3 separate regions of the Mus musculus genome follow, and all the other regions are linked to region 1. The links are chromatin contacts, called in public HiChIP or PLAC-seq and Micro-C maps. All regions are on one chromosome and are shown on one strand. Each heading gives the region's core, a stretch centred on a gene start, on an enhancer-like site or on the middle of the called end of the contact. The rest is flanking DNA. Distances are from core to core; before and after follow the strand shown.

What was found. A called contact is a pair of places that touch in the nucleus more often than the background predicts. HiChIP or PLAC-seq counts read pairs in DNA pulled down with a chosen protein or histone mark.
Region 2: a Micro-C map of the G1E-ER4 cell line shows a contact between it and region 1. The contact joins the enhancer-like site here to the promoter of Susd1 in region 1. A contact is called at or near these places in 2 of 484 Hi-C or Micro-C datasets (CD4 T cells and the G1E-ER4 cell line), 4 of 115 datasets of contacts at active chromatin or transcription factors (the 230-238 cell line, CD8 T cells, the HPC-7 cell line and 1 more) and 1 of 9 other capture datasets (adipose tissue).
Region 3: a contact with region 1 is called in an H3K4me3 HiChIP or PLAC-seq map of bone marrow-derived macrophages, with 2.4 times the contacts expected there. The contact joins the enhancer-like site here to the promoter of Susd1 in region 1. A contact is called at or near these places in 4 of 39 promoter capture datasets (embryonic stem cells, liver and pre-B cells), 5 of 484 Hi-C or Micro-C datasets (B cells, embryonic stem cells and granulocyte-monocyte progenitors), 9 of 115 datasets of contacts at active chromatin or transcription factors (the 230-238 cell line, the HPC-7 cell line, the SCID.adh cell line and 4 more) and 2 of 9 other capture datasets (adipose tissue and liver).

What each region holds. Positions count from the first base shown.
Region 1 is chr4:59,436,824-59,440,191 of GRCm38.p6, reverse strand. It overlaps Susd1 (sushi domain containing 1), which reads left to right and starts at 1,559. Exons shown (of 17, transcript NM_001163288.2): 1 at 1,559-1,986. The coding sequence starts at 1,869.
Region 2 is chr4:59,263,627-59,266,994 of GRCm38.p6, reverse strand. All of the region lies in intron 3 of Gm12596 (predicted gene 12596), which reads right to left. Among named protein-coding and RNA genes, the nearest start is that of Gm12596, 5.3 kb to the right of the region's middle. Within about 2 kb of position 1,599, at least 77 of the 459 cell types and tissues checked have an H3K27ac peak or open chromatin away from gene starts, as enhancers often do. A contact at or near this core is called in the 230-238 cell line, CD8 T cells, the G1E-ER4 cell line and 2 more, where this site is marked.
Region 3 is chr4:59,595,262-59,598,629 of GRCm38.p6, reverse strand. It overlaps Hsdl2 (hydroxysteroid dehydrogenase like 2), which reads right to left. Exons shown (of 11, transcript NM_024255.3): 5 at 1,664-1,767; 6 at 1,275-1,373. Among named protein-coding and RNA genes, the nearest start is that of Hsdl2, 15 kb to the right of the region's middle. Within about 2 kb of position 1,864, at least 18 of the 459 cell types and tissues checked have an H3K27ac peak or open chromatin away from gene starts, as enhancers often do. A contact at or near this core is called in B cells and bone marrow-derived macrophages, where this site is marked.

The DNA.
Region 1 (3,368 bases), core at 310-2,809:
AGAGGAACAAGCCTCCAGCCTGAATGCCTAGTCATGTCTCTGGCTTGTAAAGCATGAAGCAATAGGCCCCTAGTTATCACCGTCCCTTAGTCCAGCCCACAGGCTCTCTAGACCTATGACCTAGAGGGCACCAAAGCCAGAAAAGCCTCTCTGCTTGTCTCAGAGTTTTTTGTTTGTTATTTTGAGACAGGCTCTCCCTACGTAGTTCTGGCTATCCTGGAACTTGTAGTGTAGATCAAGGTGCTTGGAACTCACATCCTTCTGCTTCTGCCTCCTGACTGCTGGGCTTAAAGGCATGCACTGCCATTGTGGTCTCAGGATTTCTTTCTATTCAGGTAAAGGACCCCAGACAGACAGACAGACAGACAGCTCTGATTGATAATATTGTCATCGGGGTTATTTAAGTTAACGTATACTCTTATAAAGCCACAAACAAACCTAGTCAGTAGGACATTCATAAAAGTACACTTTTGAATTGAATAATCCACGGAAAGTGGGTTAGATAGCATTTACTCCCATGCATGCTGAAAGAGACACCCAGTAATTTTCCTTCCCATGTCCAAGTCTTGGATAGTTGTTTTTTCATGCATCATGTTTTTTTTTAAAGTATATATACATATTTATTTTGCAGAAGGGCATGAGAAGTAGAGATAAAGGTTGTTTTAAAAATGTCTTGAACAGTGGATTTGTGCAATGACCTGTGAGGGTTCCTGGAGACTGGTTTTGCCCAAACACCTAGAGACATGTTCACACTTTCATGGTGCTCTACTACTTCCCAAAGCAGGCTTCTTTCTTTGTTGGACAGAAATAATCTTCAAGAAAACTTGTTACAAGAGACTAGGAAGTTTATTTTAACGGTTTCTTCCTAAGGCAGCCCAAGTTCAGCCCTTATATGGGTGTATTTGCCTGCCTTAGAGGTAGGGCTAGTTCACCGGTGAGAAAGCAAATGAGGGTACCTGCTGAAGTGGGGAGTGCCCCCTGCACTTGGGCGGGCCCCACAGACAAAACTGATCTTCCTTCCTCAGCCTCCCTCAACCCCAATTCCTAACTCACGTTAACCCTCTGCTCCCCAGTCTCCCACCACAGTCCACCCAAAGCATAGATCTAAGCGACATTCACAGTTTCTCCTTGATCTAATATTGTCCTTTCTCTAATATTGCACTAATCTTAAGACGTGGTGGACTCTGTCCCTGAACACTCCATTTCTGATTCTCTCCAAAATTCAGAGGATCACCTGCCCCTTCCCGGATCCCCTCACGCCCTGATGCTGACCCTACTCTCAGAGCAGAGTTCTTTAACTCTGCCATATATTTCTCTAACCTTTTGTCCCCACCTTAAAACGGTCCCTCGGTTTCTAGAATACACGGTTGTCCTGTCTTCCATGTCTTTCTCACCACGTGTCTCTCCCCGTTCGATTCCTAACGTGCCAAGGAGGGCGTCGTCCAGCAAGTAGCTGGAACTTTTGTTTTGTCACCTGTTCCAGCATGTGCACCCCGGGTGAACTGGCCCATGACTAGTTTCCTCTCCTTTCTTTCCCTCCGCGCGGGCGGCCACCACCTCCCAACTCTCTGACCCGTCCAGTCAGAGACCCTTTCCTGTGGCTACTGCACTTCTCTGGTCTCCACAAGTCACACTTGCACTGCGATGTTTCCCCCCTAGCACAGTCCGCTTTCTCCCCGTGGCTCAGCTCGCGCGCAGCCGGTGCACCAGGCGCACCTAGATCCGGGGACCTGGGACCCTGCTCCCCGCCGGGACCGGCGCAACCCGGCGCCGGAAGCCTCTGCGCCGCCCCTTCCTCGCGCCTCTGGCCTTATCTCCTTGCACAGGGGCCTCCGGGGAGTGGCGGGCGCCGGGAGGGAGCCAGCGGCATGGGCCGGGGTCCCCGGGGCACGCGCCGCTCTCCAGGATGCGGGTTGCAGCGGCTGCTGCGGCTCGTGCTGCTGCTCAGCCTAGCCCGCGGCGTCAGCGGAGAGCCTGGCACGGAAGGTGAGTGCAGGGTACTCGGCGCGCAGGACGCTTCGCGCTCCGGATCTGGAGGCGCAGAGTCGGGGCGTGGAAGGATCATGGAGGCGGAGCGGCGAGAAGCACGCCAGACTGCCCGCCCCGGGGACTGTGGGGTGTGTAGTGGAGGCGGCCCTGCTCCAACTCGCGTCTCCCGGAGTGGGTGGGGGTGGGGTGGGGACTGGACTCGGGTGGGGGTTTGGGGGACCGGTGCGCCGCGTGGAGGATGTGGGAGGGCGAGCCGCTGGTTCTACAGCTTCCAGTCTCCCTGGCTTTTGCAGGACAAATTCCTGACCTGTAGTGGCTCTCCCACCACCACCTGTCCCTTTCCTTATTTTTCACTTCCACGAAGAACTAAATGTTAAGAATGTAAAGAAGAATAAGGAAGTTTATAGGAAGAGTTTATCCTTTAGTTCATTCATCCATTCGTTTATTTAGTCTGTTTATCCATGCATTTGTGTATCCATCCATCCATCCATCCATCCATCCATCCATCCATCCATCCATCCATCCGTAGAAAGTCCTTTAATATCTTCCCTGGGTCAGATGTAACCGTGCAATGTTGGCGTTCTAGTGGTTCATAGTCCCAAGGAGAGAGGCAGGCAAATAGTCTGTGTTTTAGACAAATTGGGACCAGTGAGCGTGGTGGGATTTACCTGACACGGAGGATTCAAACAGGAAAATGAGGCGAAGTCTGCCCACATAATAGCAGAACGTGTCAAGTGCTCTGAGAAGGTGTACTGGTCAGAGGAGAGGACAACTGTGTTTTACTGGGCAGCCATTATGCATGAGACAAGCTGAGCGGTTCCTTGGATTTCGGAAAAGGGGAGGGGTGCCCCATTCCATAGTAAGAGGTCTTTAGAAATGTGTGTAAAAAGGAATCCAATGTGTGAGATAGGTAGAAAGATTGCCTGCCGTGAGTTCCAGGCCAGTCTGAGCTACATAGTGAGTTCCAGAGTAGTTTAATCTACAGTGTGAAACACTGTGATCAAACAAACAAAACGAAAAGCCCAACAGAGTAATGGATGGATTTCAGACTGGGGATAGCGTGGGAAAGCAGGACGCAGAATACAGAAGGGGCTAGAGATGAGAAAACAGACTGGATTTGGCAAGAGGGAGTCAGTCTCATCTTGACTGGCAGAGAGAGCATGGTGTTTGGGTTTAACTGTTCCTTCCTGGTGAGAAGCCACCAGGAGCCATTGTAGGACACTGAGGGAGTGATGGCAAACAGTACATACATACAAGGACACCCAGTCTCTCTCTGGCATCTCCTTAATAAAGCCAAGCACTGAGCTCCAGAGTGGTGGTGGTTCATGCTTAATCCTAGAATTTGGGACACGGAGGAGGGAGGCACCATGAGTTTGGGA
Region 2 (3,368 bases), core at 350-2,849, 170 kb after region 1:
AAAACAAGATATAATCCTAGAAAGTCCAATGTTTTGTTTAGTATAGTGACTCACACTTAAAATCCCAGTACTTGGGAGGCTGAGGCAGAAGGACTGCTGTAAGCCCGAGGTGAAACTAAGCTACATAGTACATTGTAGGCCAGAATACTTGTGTTTAAGGTAAAGGAAAATCTTGCAAAGGGAAGCCCATGAAGTAGAAGACTGTCCCCAGCACTAAAGGAGGGCAGGCATGCTCAGTGCATGGTGAGTGCCTTTGGTTAAAGCTCAAAGAAACCAACCAAATCAGGGTGATGGGTAGGCATATATTTTTCTCAACCTACTTTAATAAGGGTTCGACCTTCCCTCTAGCACACCATCCACCAGAGGTAGTGGAAAAGAAAGGCTATTAGGATAAGGGGGAAGCAGTCCTGCTTAGAAATAGTTCTTTGGAGCAATTCCAATCTTCATTGTTCTCAGTCCAGTCCCCTAGCAAACACCAAACACGAATCAGCAGCTGCAGTCTGGTCCACTCAGCAGACACCTCACAATTCAGCAAGGGCGGTTCAATCCAGAAGCAACCCCAAGGTCTGCCAATCAGCCCGAGTCCTCTGAAGCAGCAAGAAGCTGGTGAATTTCTCTCTATGAAGTCACCACAAGTGAAGCTAAGCAACGCAGTGTAAGGTGAACCAATATATGCGTGTCATCTGTAAAGCGAACCAATGCTCAAGCTCCCACTGTCTGTGGGGTCATATTTATATTTCTTCTAAACATCACTCATCCTTTCCTGTGTCTGCTTCAGCAAAACATCCTTTCACCTGTGTCTGCTTCAGCAAAACATCCTTTCACCTGTGTCTGCTTCAGCAAAACATCCTTTCACCTGTGTCTGCTTCAGCAAAACATTCTTTCATGTGTCTGCTTCAGCAGGACATCCTTTCACCTGTGTCTGTTTCAGCAAAACATCATTTGATGTAACTGACTTTCCAAAAAACCCAGAAATTTCCACTTCAGTGAGGTTTTTGTATATTTGCATGCACAATAATGCCAACTAGTCAAAAAGCAAAGGAATGGTGCTTAGCCTCGGCCGAAGCAAGGGGCTGCCTTTGACATTCATGGAGTATCTTGCAAAGAGGATCTAAAAATCGCATGGTTAGTCAGAAGCCTCAAGAGATAGGAAGTTGTCATTTTCCGGCCTTCACATGGCAGAAGTGACCTGCGGCTTGAGAGTCTTGACTTCTACAGACAAAATGTGATGTCAGCTACTGTTAGAGAAAGCAAGCATTCTGACATTTCCTGAGACTGGGTTTGAATCCAGCAGTTCTGTTTTGAAATGGTTTGCTTGCTATTGTGAGTTATGTCTTTGCTCTCATTTTTAAAAAGATTCAACTACTATAGACACTAAAGGCGCAGTATGAAACTCTTGATTTCTCCCAAACCAGCCTTTTTTTAAATGGCTTTATTGTACCTTTCTGTTACAAGAGAGAGGGGGAAGGAGGTGGGGGGTGGGGAGAGAGAGAGAGAGTGTGTGTGTCAGTGTTGAGCATGCTTCACACATGATGTATCCAGGCAAACCACAGTGACCAGCCAACAGGAAACTAACAAATACGTGGTCTCCTCCCTGAGCCTTCCGAACCGTGAAACCCCCTAGTCAGATACTGAAAAGACGCAGAAGCCACAGCCTTTGAGACCACCCTTATCACCGTGACTGCCCTCTTCAACACAGCTTGTGTAGAGTCAAGCCACATCCTCTTTTCCCTCTATGCCTATCTAAAACAGGTTCTGCCATCATGGAGAGGTCAGGGGTGGGTGGGTCCTACTTTCTGAGGTAGGTGAATGCCTTCTGCATCATGTAACCCCAACCCACCAAGGAATGCTTCTGCCATCTTCTTCATTTAGGAGAGTTGCCTACCTTACTGTCTCCTGCTGTGTCCTTTCTCTGGCTTCCACTCCTTGTGAAAGACTAGGAGTCCTAGCCACTCATTCCGGATCAGGTCCTAACTATAATATTGGAAAGTGTAGCATCAAGAGCAATGAGAAAGGAGAGTAGAGAAGAATAGCTTTGAGAAAGGAACAAGGGCATGTCACTCTTCAAAAAACTTCACAGGGAAGGAGTTGCCATGGCAACCTTTTTTTCTCCCTTTTCTGGTGGGTGGAGCAACCTCTCCATCATGCCAACACCTTTAAGGACACAAACACTCTGTCTTAGACAGTGAGTACCGCGTCCCCACTGGTCACTCTGCCCGTTCACACCTTCGTTGTTAAAGTATCAGTGAGTTTCTCACCCAGACTTTACCTACTAGGCTTTGTTTGCAGAATTCAGGGGCTCCAGATCTCTTGTCCTGCCCTAACAGACCTGTAGGGCTTCCCTCGGACGCAAGTGGAGCACTCACATCTCACTCTATTCTGACCTACTCAGCTCCTCGAAACCAGATCATTGAGTTGATCTAGACGTCACTCTGCCATGAGTCAGTGAAACCCTGGGATATAGCCTTCTGCTAAGATGAAACACAAGATCACTGAATAACTCACCTTCCTATCTAACACTGATTGAGAGAGATATCACTGTGTATAGATTCTTGACTTAAGCTCTTTATAAAGATAGTTATTTTGCCCTAACAACATGGATGCAACTGTTTTTCATGATCCTCATTTTAACCTCTCTAAACTTGACGCATCTTACTATAAAAATAAGGCTTAGTGGTCAGCACGCTTTCCTGTCTCCGTGGTACATAAAGCAGTGCAGCAGTTCCCACTGATGTCACCTTAGATTAGGAGAGAGCTTGACTCAGAAACAGTCCACGTAGCACAGTGCGTTACACCTGTGAATCCCAATTTGGGAGCCAGTAACTCTGAGAGTTTCAAAAGTCTCCGTCTAAGAGTAAGCATTACTTCAGGTCTCTGCTGTCCTTTACATAAAGATTATTAATCACAGCATTGGATACACAGCTTTGAGAGGACAAATATGGATCCTTGGAGCAGTGGTGCCTTGTTCAGAAGTCCTAGTCCTCTCATCTTACCTGCTCAGTATGGGATGAAGGACTCTTCCCCTCGGCAGGCCTGTAGGACATCTGGCCTAGGAAGAAGTTCTTTGGGGATAAATGGAGGATGTTAGCAGTGGGTGGGACCTGCCTTTTGTCCCTGAAATATGACTGTGCTCCTGGCTAGCTCTCTGACCTTGGACAAGTGGTTTTATCTCTCTGTATCTCTATCCTTATCTGTAAACTGGTAAATGCTGTTGATAATCATGCTTCCTTCGATGGATTTATGCAAGGTTAAGTTATTAATATAAATAGGACATATAAAGCTAAATAGAAAAATAAGCACCAGAAATATTAGTAATTTACAGCTGCTATCAGTGCTCTTAGCAACAGTTAGTCTGTCACTAGAGGGTG
Region 3 (3,368 bases), core at 615-3,114, 160 kb before region 1:
CGATGTCTGTAGTTAAGTTCTAATCTTGCTCCATCTATAGCTATCGTCATCTCAGTCATGTAACTCACTGCTCTGGTTACTCCAGTCTTGCAGTCATCACGGACGCTGTCTTATCTCTCTCCTATCATAGCCAATCCACCAGTAGATCCTGCTGGTGCTACCTCAGGATTACCTCAGCACCAGACCTCTCCCCACTTTTACTGCTACCATCCTGGTCATGGCCACCAGCATCAGTGACTTATTTCAGTTTCCTCTAAGTGGTTTTTCCTTTTGCTTCTTCAGAATCTAGGTTCTCCCTTCACTGAGCAGAGTCCCCTGTCCGGCTTCCATTTCCTCATTGATATCAGCACATCTTTTACTACTCTTTCTTACTTCCGATACACTGTACTTCTCCCTGTTCTTGGATCCCTACACCAGGCATTTCCATCCACAGGATCTTTGCACAGGCTGCAACTGTGAGCACTTTTCTCTCAGTAGCAAGGCTAACTCCAATCACATCCAACTCTATGCTCAAAAGCCACATTCTCAAAAAGGTGAAACCTTTCTACCCTGTTAGAAGTTAAAACCCGGCTGGGTGTGGTGGTGCACCCTTTTAATCCTAGCACTCAGAGACAGAGGCAGGTGGATCTCTGCGACTTTGAAGCCAGCCTGATCTACAAGGTGTGTTCTACAAAAGCCAGAGCTATATAGTAAAGAGATTCTGTCTTAAAAAGTAATAAACAAACAAATACTTGTTAAAAGCATCTCTCTCCAGTGTTAGAGACATGCTATTTCCCTGATTTTGCTTTGTTTTTACAAGCACTGCTACCTTCTGGCGTACTAACTTGAACCCCTGTGCTCAAGTGATCCTTCTGCCTCAGCCTCCAGTGTAGCTGGGACTACAGGCATGTTCACATACCCACCTACAACTACCACTTCTTTAATAAGCCTTTTGCTCTAAAAATCTATCAGGACTTGCTGAAAACACTTCTGTTGGCTCTCAGGAGACTCTCCGTATATTCCAGTGTGATGCTCTCATCATGGCTGCTGCCAAAGAGTCAGCCACTAAAGTAAAAGTAAAAGTGGGGAGATGGACAGCAAGGCTGCTACACTGCACAGTAAACAGTTGGCCTTGTTTCCCTAAAGATTCAGGTGACCTGAGACACTGCACAAGAGTCAGTGATAGGGCTGGGGATCCAGCTCACGGGTAGAGCTCACCTAATATGACCACGGCGCTGGGCTTGAGCATGGCACAGAGGAGGGGTACAAATCTAATTAAATGATTAAGTACAAACCTGTTCTAGGCCATAAGGCATTGACTGCAATTTCACCTCTAAATTCTTCAGCCATCCCAAGCACACACATAGACATGCCATATTTGGCAATGGTATAAGCTAAAAGAAACCACAAAGATTTAGTTGAGAAACTAATTTTTGGGTAGAAACAACCAATTTTCTGTTTTTGTTTTTGCCCTGATGATTTTTTTTAATTCACATTACATCCTGCCCACTGCCCCCCTCCAAGTCACCCCTCCCACAATCCTTCCCCCATCCCCTTCTCCCGTGAGAGCATGGGTGTCCCCTAAGTATTCCCCACCCCCATCCCCATACATTAAGTCTCTGCAGGGCTAGGCACATCCTCTCTCACTGAGGCCAGACAAAATATCCCCTTGGCTAACACTTACCACAGTGCTGTTTGAACCACAGTGGGTTTAGGTTCAGGGGTGGGCTGAGATTGAGAATATGACCTACTTTGCTCTTTTTTAAAAAAGGAATACATGCTTTGGATCTGAAAATGAAAGAAACGCAAGTCAACTCAATAGCTTCTGCTTTAAAGGACTTCTACAGAGTAACTAAACTTGCTCAGTGATGTGCTGGCATAACTTATGTGTGGAGTACTTTTGTTTTCAGAACGAAGATAATAAAAGGAACTGAAATCATGCTTTGAAATCATGCTTCATGTCTGCTTGATGGAAAAAACAACAATCCTCTTCTATATTAGCTTTCAGTTCAACTGAGGATATCTTCAATCATTACTGTCCCAAATTCTCCCACTCCAACACACACTCAATTTCCAGAAGCAGTTAATATACTAGTGAGGCAGTCATAGGTTCAAGTCCTGCTTCTGCCCCTTTGTATGTCACAGCCTTCTAGTTCTCAGAATTGTTACTATGAAATGGGTAATACCCAGTGCCCTCTAGGACTGATCCAAGGATTTAAATGAGATGCTTCAGATAGTGCATATGCTGGACATGAAGTAGAAAGTTGCTATGGGTACCACTGCATGTGCTAGTTATTTTACCACTACAAAGTGCGACGTATCTTTGAAAGCAATATATAATTTAGAGGTTTGATGTTGATTACTGGAGGTTTTTTGTTTTGCTTTTTGAGACAATAGTCTTACTACATAGGTCAAATTGGCCTAGACTTTACCATGTAGTTCAGGTAGCCTTGAATGTGGAACATTCTTACTGTACCTGTCTCCTGGGTATTAAGATTATACATATCTGCCCCCATGACAGCTATTTTTCATACTTATTTATTTATAGCTTATTTTTATTTATTAATTTTGGTTTTTAGAGACAGGGTTTCTTTGTGTTTCCCTGGTTTTTATGGAACTCACTCTGTAGGCCAGGCTGACCTCGAACTCACAGATATCCACCTGCCTCTGCCTCTTGAATATTGGGATTTAAAGGTGTGTGTCACCACTGCCTGAATCTAATTTTTTAAATAAATATATATATATATATATATATATATATATATATATATATATTACATATGTGAGAACACTGTCCTTGTCTTCAGACACACTAGAAGAGAGCATTGGATCCCATTACAGATGGTTGTGAGCCACCATGTGGTTGCTGGGACTTGAACTCAGAACCTCTGGAAGAGCAGCTAGTGCTCTTAACCTTTGAGCCATCTCTCCAGCCCCTATTATTATTATTATTATTTCAAAATATAAAACTCTTATCAATTTCAACACTTTTCCTTCCTTTTGGTTTTTTGAGACAGGTTTTTTTCTGTCTCAAAAACAACATGGCTGTTTTGCAACTAACTCTGTAGACCAGGCTGCTCTGAACTCAGAGATCAGCCTACCTCTGCCTTCTAAGTACTGGGATTAAAGGCGAGCACCTCCCTGTCTGACCTCTTCAGCATACGTTTTTTTTTTTTTTTTTGAACATTTATATATAAACAAAATTTTTTCAGCGTACTTTTAACTTTACACATCAAATACAATCAATATCACCACAGAGTTAAGTTGTCTTTCTCTCCCAAAGTAATTTGAGGACAAGCAAACGATATTATAGCTGATTTTCATTATTTACCTCAACCAATCAACAGGAAAAACAGAGTCGATTCCGGCAATAAAACCAAACTTTGTCC